Linked DNA regions of Macaca mulatta: region 1 is linked to region 2. The links are chromatin contacts, called in public Hi-C maps. All regions are on one chromosome and are shown on one strand. The core of a region is the stretch at or near the end of the contact, and the rest is flanking DNA. Distances in the headings are between cores, read along the strand shown. Region 1 has its middle 180 kb from the start of PCED1B. Region 2 holds the start of PCED1B (PC-esterase domain containing 1B).

Evidence for each region. Hi-C and Micro-C count contacts between places; a contact is called where the count stands out from the background.
Region 1: a Hi-C map of CD4 T cells shows a contact between it and region 2, with 3 times the contacts expected there. The contact joins the enhancer-like site here to the promoter of PCED1B in region 2. A contact is called at or near these places in 3 of 14 Hi-C or Micro-C datasets (CD4 T cells, blood and liver).

The regions. Positions count from the first base shown.
Region 1 is chr11:54,471,225-54,475,996 of T2T-MMU8v2.0, reverse strand. No RefSeq gene overlaps it. Among named protein-coding and RNA genes, the nearest start is that of PCED1B, 180 kb to the right of the region's middle. Within about 2 kb of position 2,041, at least 3 of the 40 cell types and tissues checked have an H3K27ac peak or open chromatin away from gene starts, as enhancers often do. A contact at or near this core is called in CD4 T cells, where this site is marked.
Region 2 is chr11:54,287,335-54,292,115 of T2T-MMU8v2.0, reverse strand. It overlaps PCED1B (PC-esterase domain containing 1B), which reads right to left and starts at 2,508. Exons shown (of 3, transcript NM_001194048.2): 1 at 2,418-2,508.

The sequences.
Region 1 (4,772 bases), core at 792-3,291, 180 kb before region 2:
CTCAAAAAAAAAAAAAAAAAAATTTATTTATATATCTATCTCTCCTGTGTAAGCCATATGCAAGTATCCTTAAAAAGAAAGATTTTCTCACAATGACCGTCACCTTAATATAATCTGATATGTAATAAAATTTATATTCCCAAAAAAAGGATTTCCCATAATGACTGTATTTCTAGAGGTTTGATTTTGTGGTGTCTGCTACAACATATACTAGTGCATAATTTTATGTCCCAGAGCACATGTGGATTTGCCTGTCCTACCTAAGGTTTGTAGGACTGCACCCTCTTTACCGGAATAAGCTCTCTCTACCATCTAGTTCCTCATGTTAAATAAGGCATGACTTGTAGTTAACTGTTTTTCCCATCACATACTTATGTGGTTTCTCTGTGATAAGAATTCTCTGATGTTCAATAAGGTCAGGGTTCTGCCCAAAGGGTTTTCCATAGTGATTACATTTAAATGGTCATCCCCAGTTTATATTTTTTAAAGGTGAGTAAGAACCGAGCTGTTATAAAAGCTTTCCCACCCTGGCCGGGCACAGTGTAATCCCAGCACTTTGAGAGGCTGAGGCGGGCGGATCACTTGAGGTCAAAAGTTTGAGACCAGCCTGGCCAACGTGGCAAAACCCTATCACTACTAAAAATATAAAAATTAGTCGGGCATGGTGGCACACACCTGTAGTCCTAGTTGCTTGAGGAGGCTGAGGCACGAGAATCGTTTGAACCCAGGAAGTGGAGGTTGCAGTGAGCAGAGATGGTGACACTGTGCTCCAGACTGGGTAACAGAATGAGACTCCATCCCCTCGCCACCCCCGCAAAAAAAGGTTTCCCACCCTCACAACTCAAGTAGGTATGTATTTTCATATGCATTTTATGGTGGTTTTTTTTTTTTCTGGAATGACTTTCCACACTCATTACACACGTACAATTTCTTCACCTTTCCAAAGTTTGATGGTTTTAGCTGAGGATCCACATTTAAAATTCTTATAGAGTGCTCCTTTAAGAATGCTGAGATTTTTCTCCAACTTTTTGTTTTATATACTCTCCCTCTGGTGAAGACTTTCCTTGCCTGATCTCTACTCAGGTGGAATCAATGCCCAAGGAAGGGGTTTTTCCTTCTCTTCCCCTTCTGCTGTCTTTCCAAGTACCTCAAGGGACTCTGAAGGTCTTACACCCATCTGCTGCTACACAGGCTCACATTCTGAAGTGGATGACTCCTTGCTGGTCTTGGTGTAGCTGTCTGACACAGTGGATAGAAAATGCTACTAACATCATGGCTTGGGTGGGTCAGTATCAGAAACTCTCTCTTCCTAGCTCTTCAGGAAAGCAAGACCCAGAGTTCTCGAAATTTAGAAATCACACTGGGACACTTGGAAATGCCAGTGAGACTTGGGTCTTGTGATTCTCCAGCATCTTATCTCTGGTAAGTTCCTTTTAGGCAGGATTCAAACACAACGTCTCCTCCCAATCCTCAAACTTCAAGGCATCCCCAAACAATTCATCTCCAGTGCAGTGGCCAATTCTTGGATGAGAGCCAGGTGTCGCCGGGCTGAGAGGATGGCAGTCATTACCGTGAACTGTGGACTTTCTCAGAAGCCTGGGGAGGATCAGGTGCAGCATTCACATGAGTCCTGAAATAACTAGCTTCCTGACTGCAAGGTGTGGGTGCTGGGATTGCAGGGAGCATGGATGCTGAGTATTTGCATTACAAGGACTCAAGCCTTAGCTGTGGGGATCAAGTTCTAACCAGGGCACTTCAGGCTAGATCCAGCAGGGGGTGTTGAATTTCTTCTAGTAGCAGCACTGCTAAAATTACCTATTCTACCTGTGTGTGCATGCCTGCTCCAAGCCACAGGTGCAAAGCTGGGTCCTCAATTAGTCAGGAATGTGAGTCCTGGACTTACCTTTTACTTGGGCTAAGATCTTGGGGATGTCATTTAATCTCGTGGGTCCTTTGGGGCTAGACAACTTCTGTCTGTCTCATGGGATTGCTGGAGTGGTAACAAAAGAGGGAAAAATCTGTGGAGCTGAATTTCGCAGGGGTGTATGCAGGCAAATTGGGTGCTTTTTGTAACCCTGGCCATATTCTATTTGAATCATTTAGCACTGTTATCTGATGCACATTCTAGCTGATGAGCTTTATGGAAAAATGTAGCCAGGCATGGCTGGAGATGGGAATAGATGGGCTGAAAATAGTGTGCATCGTAGCTTTTGGGTAAACTTAACTGAGATAATTTCATGATGTATTTTAGTAACTTCTTAGAACAACACTAAAATGGAAAACAAAAAGTCTCTGTACAGTTGTTTTTCTCATTGGTTTCAGGTGGACATATGGCAGCAAGGAAAGAGATTGATGGAAATGGTCTCTGATGTCTGGGCAGAACTTTTCTAGTCTTTTCTGAGAATAACAACATTCTTGGTAGACCACAGTCCTGGCTGTAAAACTCCGTGCATGGAAAGGATGAAGAACCAGATGAGAGGGTGTGTCAATAACACCCTGTATTCATTTTCTGTTGCTGCTGTAACAAATTACCACAAGCTTAGTGGCTTAAAACCACACAAATTTATTCTCTTACAGTTCAAGAAGTCAGAAGTCCTCTGTTTGCTTCATTGGGCTAAAGTCAAGGAGTCACCAGGACTGGTGGTTCCTTCTAGAGGCCTGAGGGCATAATCCATTACTTTGACTCTTCCAATTTCTGGTGGCAGCCTGTATTCCTTGACTTGTGGTCTCCTTCTTCATCTTCAACGATCACCACTCCAATCTCTGCTTCCGTCATTACATCTTCTTCTCTGACTCTGACCCTTCCAGGTCCTTCTTAGAAGGATCTGATGATGACATTGGGTCCATCTGGATAATCCAAGATAACCTCCCCATCTGGAGGTCTTTAATTTAATCACATATGTAAAGACCCATTTACCATATAAGGCAACAGTCATAGGTTCCAGGGATTAGGACTTAGACATATTTGTATTTGGGAAGCCTACCACAAAACACACTCTGATTTTTTTTAGTAGAATATAAAGATTTAATTGAATTTTACAGAAATATTTGTAAAAACAACATACCCTTTAATCACTAGCAGAAGAGCAAGAGAAAGAGCTGACTACAGATTCAGAACAGAATGGCATCTTCAAAACACACAGAATGATTTGAGATCAATTAACTGTGTTTCAGTTTCTTTTTCTTTTCTTTTCTTTTCTTTTCTTTTCTTTTTTTTTTTTTTTGAGACAGAGTTTCACTGTTGTTGTCCAGGCTGCAGTGCAATGGCCCAATCTCGGCTCACCGCAACCTCCGCCCCCACGTTCAAGCAACTCTCCTGCTTCAGCCTCTCAAGTAGCTAGGATTACAGGCATGCACCACCACGCCTGGCTAATTTTGTATTTTTAGTAGTGACAGGGTTTCTCCATGTTGGTCAGGCTGGTCTCAAACTCTCGACCTCAGGTGATCCACCCACCTCGGGCTCCCAAAATGCTGGGATTACAGGTGTAAGCCACTGCGCCCAGCCTGCATTTCAGTTTCTTAATGACCAATTTATCCAACTTTAAATTTTTACTAAATAATATTCAACAACTTGTTTCATTTAATAATTCAAATATCATTTTCCTATTTTTCAATCCTTAGTATTATTTTGCAAATTTCTTAAATGGTTTATCAGCCTTAATTTTAAACTTCTAGCAATTAAAACTTTAAATTAAATTGTATTAAGTCAAATTGGATTAAAATAGTAAAGGCTTAAGATAAAAGGATGAAATTTCAACTGGTATTTTCAAGTAAGCAACAGCAAATGAGATTGTTTTTAAATTAGAGTTTAAAATTTGAACTCAAAAGCACCTGAAAAAATTAGTTATATCCCCAAACTATTCTGTAAGAAATTATGGACATTTAAAATTCCTCACAAGAACAAATTTGGGATAAAACAAGCCAAGGAAGCAAAAAGGAAGTGAGGGTGCCCAGAAGATTGTATTATAATGATTTTCGTGACCCATGCCTCAAGTTTGATATTCACCAAGTGTAAATCCAAAACTGTCATAAAAGGGTTTTGTTTTAATGGCTTAAAAAAACCTGAAAAGACTGGTAAAGTGATAAACTGGAAGCTACAGTATCAACCACACCACAAGTAAATATGAATTATTAAATTGTTAGAAAAGTTAGGTTGATAAAGGAAATTCCTAGAATATAATGCCCCAATTTGAGAAACTGGCAGAATAATAACAGATATGCTAAAATGTTGGCAAAACCAGAAAGAGATGAAAGAAATCAGTATAAACTGAAAATTTATTGTAGGAAACAAACACTGATTTTTTGGTTATGGTGTGATACGTTACTTTGTTTTCATATGAATAGACTCTCCCTTAGCTGAGAAAGCCAGACAGACTCCATTTGGCACCTTCATTTGCAAGACGTCAAGGGCTCCTTACCCACCCCCTTCCTCAAGGACTTAACTTGTGTAAGCTGACTCCCAGGATATCAAAGAGTGCAATTAACTGATAAGGTACTGTGGCAAGCTATGTCCGCAGTTCCCAGGAATTCGCCCTGGTGATAGTACCCTAAAGCCCCCGCGTTTGTGTCCGTCAGATAGCACCCAGAGCCCCCGCACCTGTCACTTCGTGATGAATTTAAAGTCCCTGCACCTGGAACTGTTTGCTTTCCTGTAACCATTTGTCTTTTTAACTTTTTTCGCCTGTTTTACTTCTGTAAGATTGCTTACAGTTAGGCTCCCCCTCCCCTCTCTAAACCAAAGTAAAAAAGAAAATCTAGCCCCTTCTTGGGGC
Region 2 (4,781 bases), core at 1,259-3,758:
TTTGTAGTATTTAAATTCTACGTGTAATAGTGTTTCTATGGAAAAAGAAATTTTTTTCTTTTTGTTTTTTGAGATAGAGTCTCACTCTGTCGCCCAGGCTAGAGTGCGGTGATGTGATCTTGGCTCACTGCATCCAATGTCTCACGGGCTAAAATTATTCTCCTACCTCAATCTCCGGAATAGCTGGGATCACAGGCATTTGCCACCATGCCCAGATAATTGTTCTATTTTTAGTAGAGATGGAGTTTCACTGTATTGGCCAGGCTGGTCTCGAACTCCTGACCTCAGGTGATCCACCCACCTAGGCCTCTCAAAGTGCTGCGATTACAGGCCTGAGCCACCTTTTTCCATAGATAGCCCACCTATGGAAAACATTTTTTGAATTTAAAAATGAGATTATAAGAGCAAGTCTCAGCCAGGTAGAGTGGCTCACACCTGAAATCCCAACACTTTGGGAAGGCCACGGAGGAAGGATTGCTTGAGATCAGGAATTCAGGCCAAGCCTGGACAACAAAGCTACATCCGTGTCTCTACAAAAAAAACAAAAACAAAAACAATTAAAAATTAAAAATTAGCAGGATGTGGTGGCACACGCCTGTAGTCCCAGCTACTCAGGAGGAGGCTGAGGTGGAAGGATATCTTGAACCCAGGTGTTTGTAGCTGCAGTGAGTTGTGATGACACCACTGCACTCCAGCCTGGATGACAGAGCAAGACACCGTCTCTGCCTTGGCTTTTACTCACACTATGTTGTAGAGGATTCTGGAAACTTGAGTTCCCACTGCTTTGCCTGTTGGCAGTGCAACTGAGGACTCGCCAGTTTCAAGCTCCATGGCTTGGAGTGGAAGAAAGGACAAGCAAGGTCCAGGGACTAAGGAAGCTGAGGACCAAGAATCTGTGCTAGTGAAATGAATGTCCTATTTCCCAGGCACACCAATTAACTTCTCACATTAGGCCTTTCCCCAGGCCATGGTTTTCCCCACTTCAGTGCCAACACGGACCTAGGGGCTTTTCTCCCTGCTGCCATGTCCAGCCGAGTTTCCGCTTCTCTCTTCTCCTCCAGCTCCAAAAATAAGTCAACAGCTCTGCACTGCCTACCTTAGAGTTAACTGTGGAAATCAAATGAAATGCTGTGTAAACTCTACAAATGTTCACTGCTATTGTTATTCGGAGCAACCTTAACATATCTGGAAAGTGGGCTTAGTGGTTAAGGGAGATTTCTAGTTAAATGAAGCATTTAACTTATTATTTAGCAATATTAATTATTTAGTGGCATTATTTAGTATACCCTCCAAAATGTGTTTACATGTTTTACCAGTTTATCTCTTTATTCTTCTTAAGAACTCTAAGAAGGCCGCAGTGGCTCACGCCTGTAATCCCAACACTTTGGGAGGACAAGGGGGTCAGATCACTTGAGGTCTGGAGTTCAAGACCAGCCTGGCCAACATGGTGAAACCCTGTCTCTACTAAAAATATAAAAATTAGCTGGGCGTGGTGTTGTGTGCCTGTAATCCTAGCTACTTGGGAGGCTGAGGCACGAGAATCACTTTAACTCGGGAGGCGGAGGTTGCGGTGAGCTGAGATAGCGCCACTGCACTCCAGCCTGAGCAACAGAGTGAGACTCCGTCTCTCACACACACACACACACACACACACACACACACACACACACAAACCCTAAGAAATTCTTTCTTTTCTTTTCTTTCTTTCTTTCTTTCATCTCGCTCTGTTGCCCAGGTTGGAATTCAGTGGTGAGATCATAGCTCACTGCAGCCACTCTGCAGACTCAATCAATCCTCCCACTTCAACCTCCCTAGTAGCTGGGACTACAGGCCTGTGCCACCATGCCCGGCTAATTTTTATAGGTTTTTTTAGAGACAGGGTTTCATCATATTGTCCAGGCTGGTCTTGAACTTAGACTCAAATAATCCACCTGCCTTAGCCTTCCAAAGTGCTTGGATGACAGGTGTGGGCCACTGCACCTGGACTACATACTCTTAATTTTCTCCATTTTATACATTTAAAAATTAAGGCTAAAAGATCGAGTAATCTGCCCAAGGTCATCCATTTCATAAGAAGCAGTGCTGGAAGTAAAAACTGATGCCAAGCCTTTGTGGTCAACCACAACATACAAGATTTCAGACAACAAATGCCTCACGTCCCTTCTGCAGTTCACGACTAAATTGGTTGTTTCCTTTCACTGTCCATTTTAATAAATTTACTAGTTTATCAATCACTAATTTTTTGTTATTGCCAAGCACCAGTTGTCTCTTTAGCGTTACATGGGGTGGGCTGGAGGAGGCTAGGGTACTGATTCCTCTCTACAGTAAGTGCCCCAAAAATGACAGTCTCAAGAAAGGCTGGTCAGAAATGCCAACTTAATGTTTCAAATAAAATGGAAAAACTGAAAAGTACTTACTCATTAAAGTAACTGGTGATGTTTAAGCATCTCTCTCAGTTGATTCTAGATTCGTCCCTAGATAGCTTTCTTCCTCTCCTGTAGATCATTGTGGCCAGACGGGAGATCTCTGAGCTTGGGCTATAGGGGAAATAGGTTAGCCTTTGGGTGCTGCTATGCTTGCAAGCCAGCGTCTGGGGAGAAGATGACATTTCCGGTGGCATCTGGGGCAAATGACACGAGTCAGCATTTACTTCTTGGAAGCAGAAGACTAATGACCGAAGCTTCAAGACTTTGACATGTATGAAAACATGAAATGGTAAGTCAATACAAAGACAGCATCTTCCTGGAATTTGTTTTTGAGCTTGTTTTCATTTCACTTTTCTCAGTAATCTGGGTGTAGCTTATTTTGACTCTTCTTTTGATTAAACAATTCAGACCCTCGGCTCTTATTGTTCTTGCTGGTGTGGTGCGTTCACGGCTGAGGAGGTGGTCAGAAGAGGAAAGGAGGAAGTGAGAAGAAACACGGAAATGGTAAGAAGAACTCTACTTTTCTAACTAATATTTCGTAGTAGTAATCTTGTGTTTCTGTGCAATGTGTTACAGTTTACAAACCACTTTTATTTTTATTTATTTATTTTTTTTGAGATGGAGTTTCGGTCTTGTTGCCCAGGCTGCAGTGCAGTGGTGTGGTCTCGGCTCATTGCAACCTCTGCCTCCCAGGTTCAAGCAATGCTGCTTCAGGCTCCAGGAAGCTGGGACTACAGGCACCCATCACCACACCGGGCTGATTTTTGTGTTTTTAGTAGAGACGGGGTTTTGCCATGTTGGCCAGTCTTGTCGTGAACTCCTGACCTCAGGTGATCCACCCGCCTCAGCCTCCCAAAGTGCTGGGATTATAGGGGTAAGCCACCGCGCCAGGCCACAAACCGCTTTTAAATCCTTTCACTTCATCTCTCCACTGCCCTCTTGATGGAAAAATAGCCCAGTCCACACTACAGGAAACCACAGGCCTGAGCCCTGGCCTCAGCTAGATCCAGTATGTGGCAGAGCAAGACAAGAACTTTCTGCTTCCTCCCCTAGTGTTCCACTTGAAACCAGCAGGTAACTCAAGGGGACAGTGTGCTTAAAAGGGAGACTGTTCACCTGGCGCCGTGGCTCACGCTTGTAATCCCAGCACTTTGGGAGGCCGAGGCAGCTGGATCACCTGAGGTGAGGAGTTCGAGACCAGCTGGCCAACATGGTGAAACATTGTCTCTACTAAAAATACAAAAATTAGCTGGGCGTGGTGGCGGGTGCCTGTAATCCCAGCTACTCGGGAGGCAGAGGTTACAGTGAGCCGAAATCACCCCGCTGCACTCCAGTCAGGGCGACAAGAGCAAGACTCCATCTTTAAAAAAAAAAAAAGCGGGGGTGAGGAGGTGGTCTTCTGATCGATTAGATAAGTGTAGGCATTTGTTTTCTTTTGTCTGGAATAATATGATTTCGGGGAGGGGAATATCACTTTCCCTACAAATACCAAGATGAAAAAGAAAAGGAAATAATGAATCAGAAAAAAAAGAGAGAGAAAGAGAGAGAAAATGCATGATTACAGAAGATCCCAATGCATGACTACAGAAGATCAGAATGTGCCACCCCCAGGTTCCCGTAATCCCAGCTCCTTGGGAGGCTGAGGCAGGAGAATCGCTTCAACCCAGGAGGTGCAGGTTGCAGTGAGCTGAGATTGCACCATTGTACCTCAGCCAAGGCGACAGCAGGACTCCATCTCAAAAATAAAAAATATGCCACCCCAAAATATAGGTTATTTGGCGTATTTCGAGCTGATTATTCTGAGCAACTGCAGACACAGGGGTATCTCTGAAAAGCTGTCCTTTTGTAAAATAAATTTATATTTATAAAAGAAATCTACATTAGTCAAAGTATCTGTATCAGGAAGAGTCCTGCTCTCAGACAACTTTTATTACCTGGGAGACTTTTCATTTACATAACAAGACAACCTTTATTCACCATCCATTTCTTCTCATCACCCTCCTATAACTTGTCACTAGTTCTCTGCAAGCCCCAAGTCCCTATTCCTTCCTGTAGCTCAGGATAAGCTTCCATCATCTGGCCTTTCTTTGAGTCTCATGTTTTGTGGGATTCCAGTGTGTGTGCATATAATTAAAAATGTTTTCTCCTTTTCTTTTTTTTAATTGAGATTTGGTCTCATTATGTCGCCCAGGCTGGTCTTGAACTCGTGGGATCAAGTGATCCTCCCTTGATCCTCCCTTGATCCTCAGCTTCCCAAAGTGCTGGGATCACAGGCATGAGCCACTGAGCCTGGCCAAAAATGTTTTTTCTTCTGTTAATCTGTTTTGTGTCAATTTAATTTGTATCCCAGCCAAA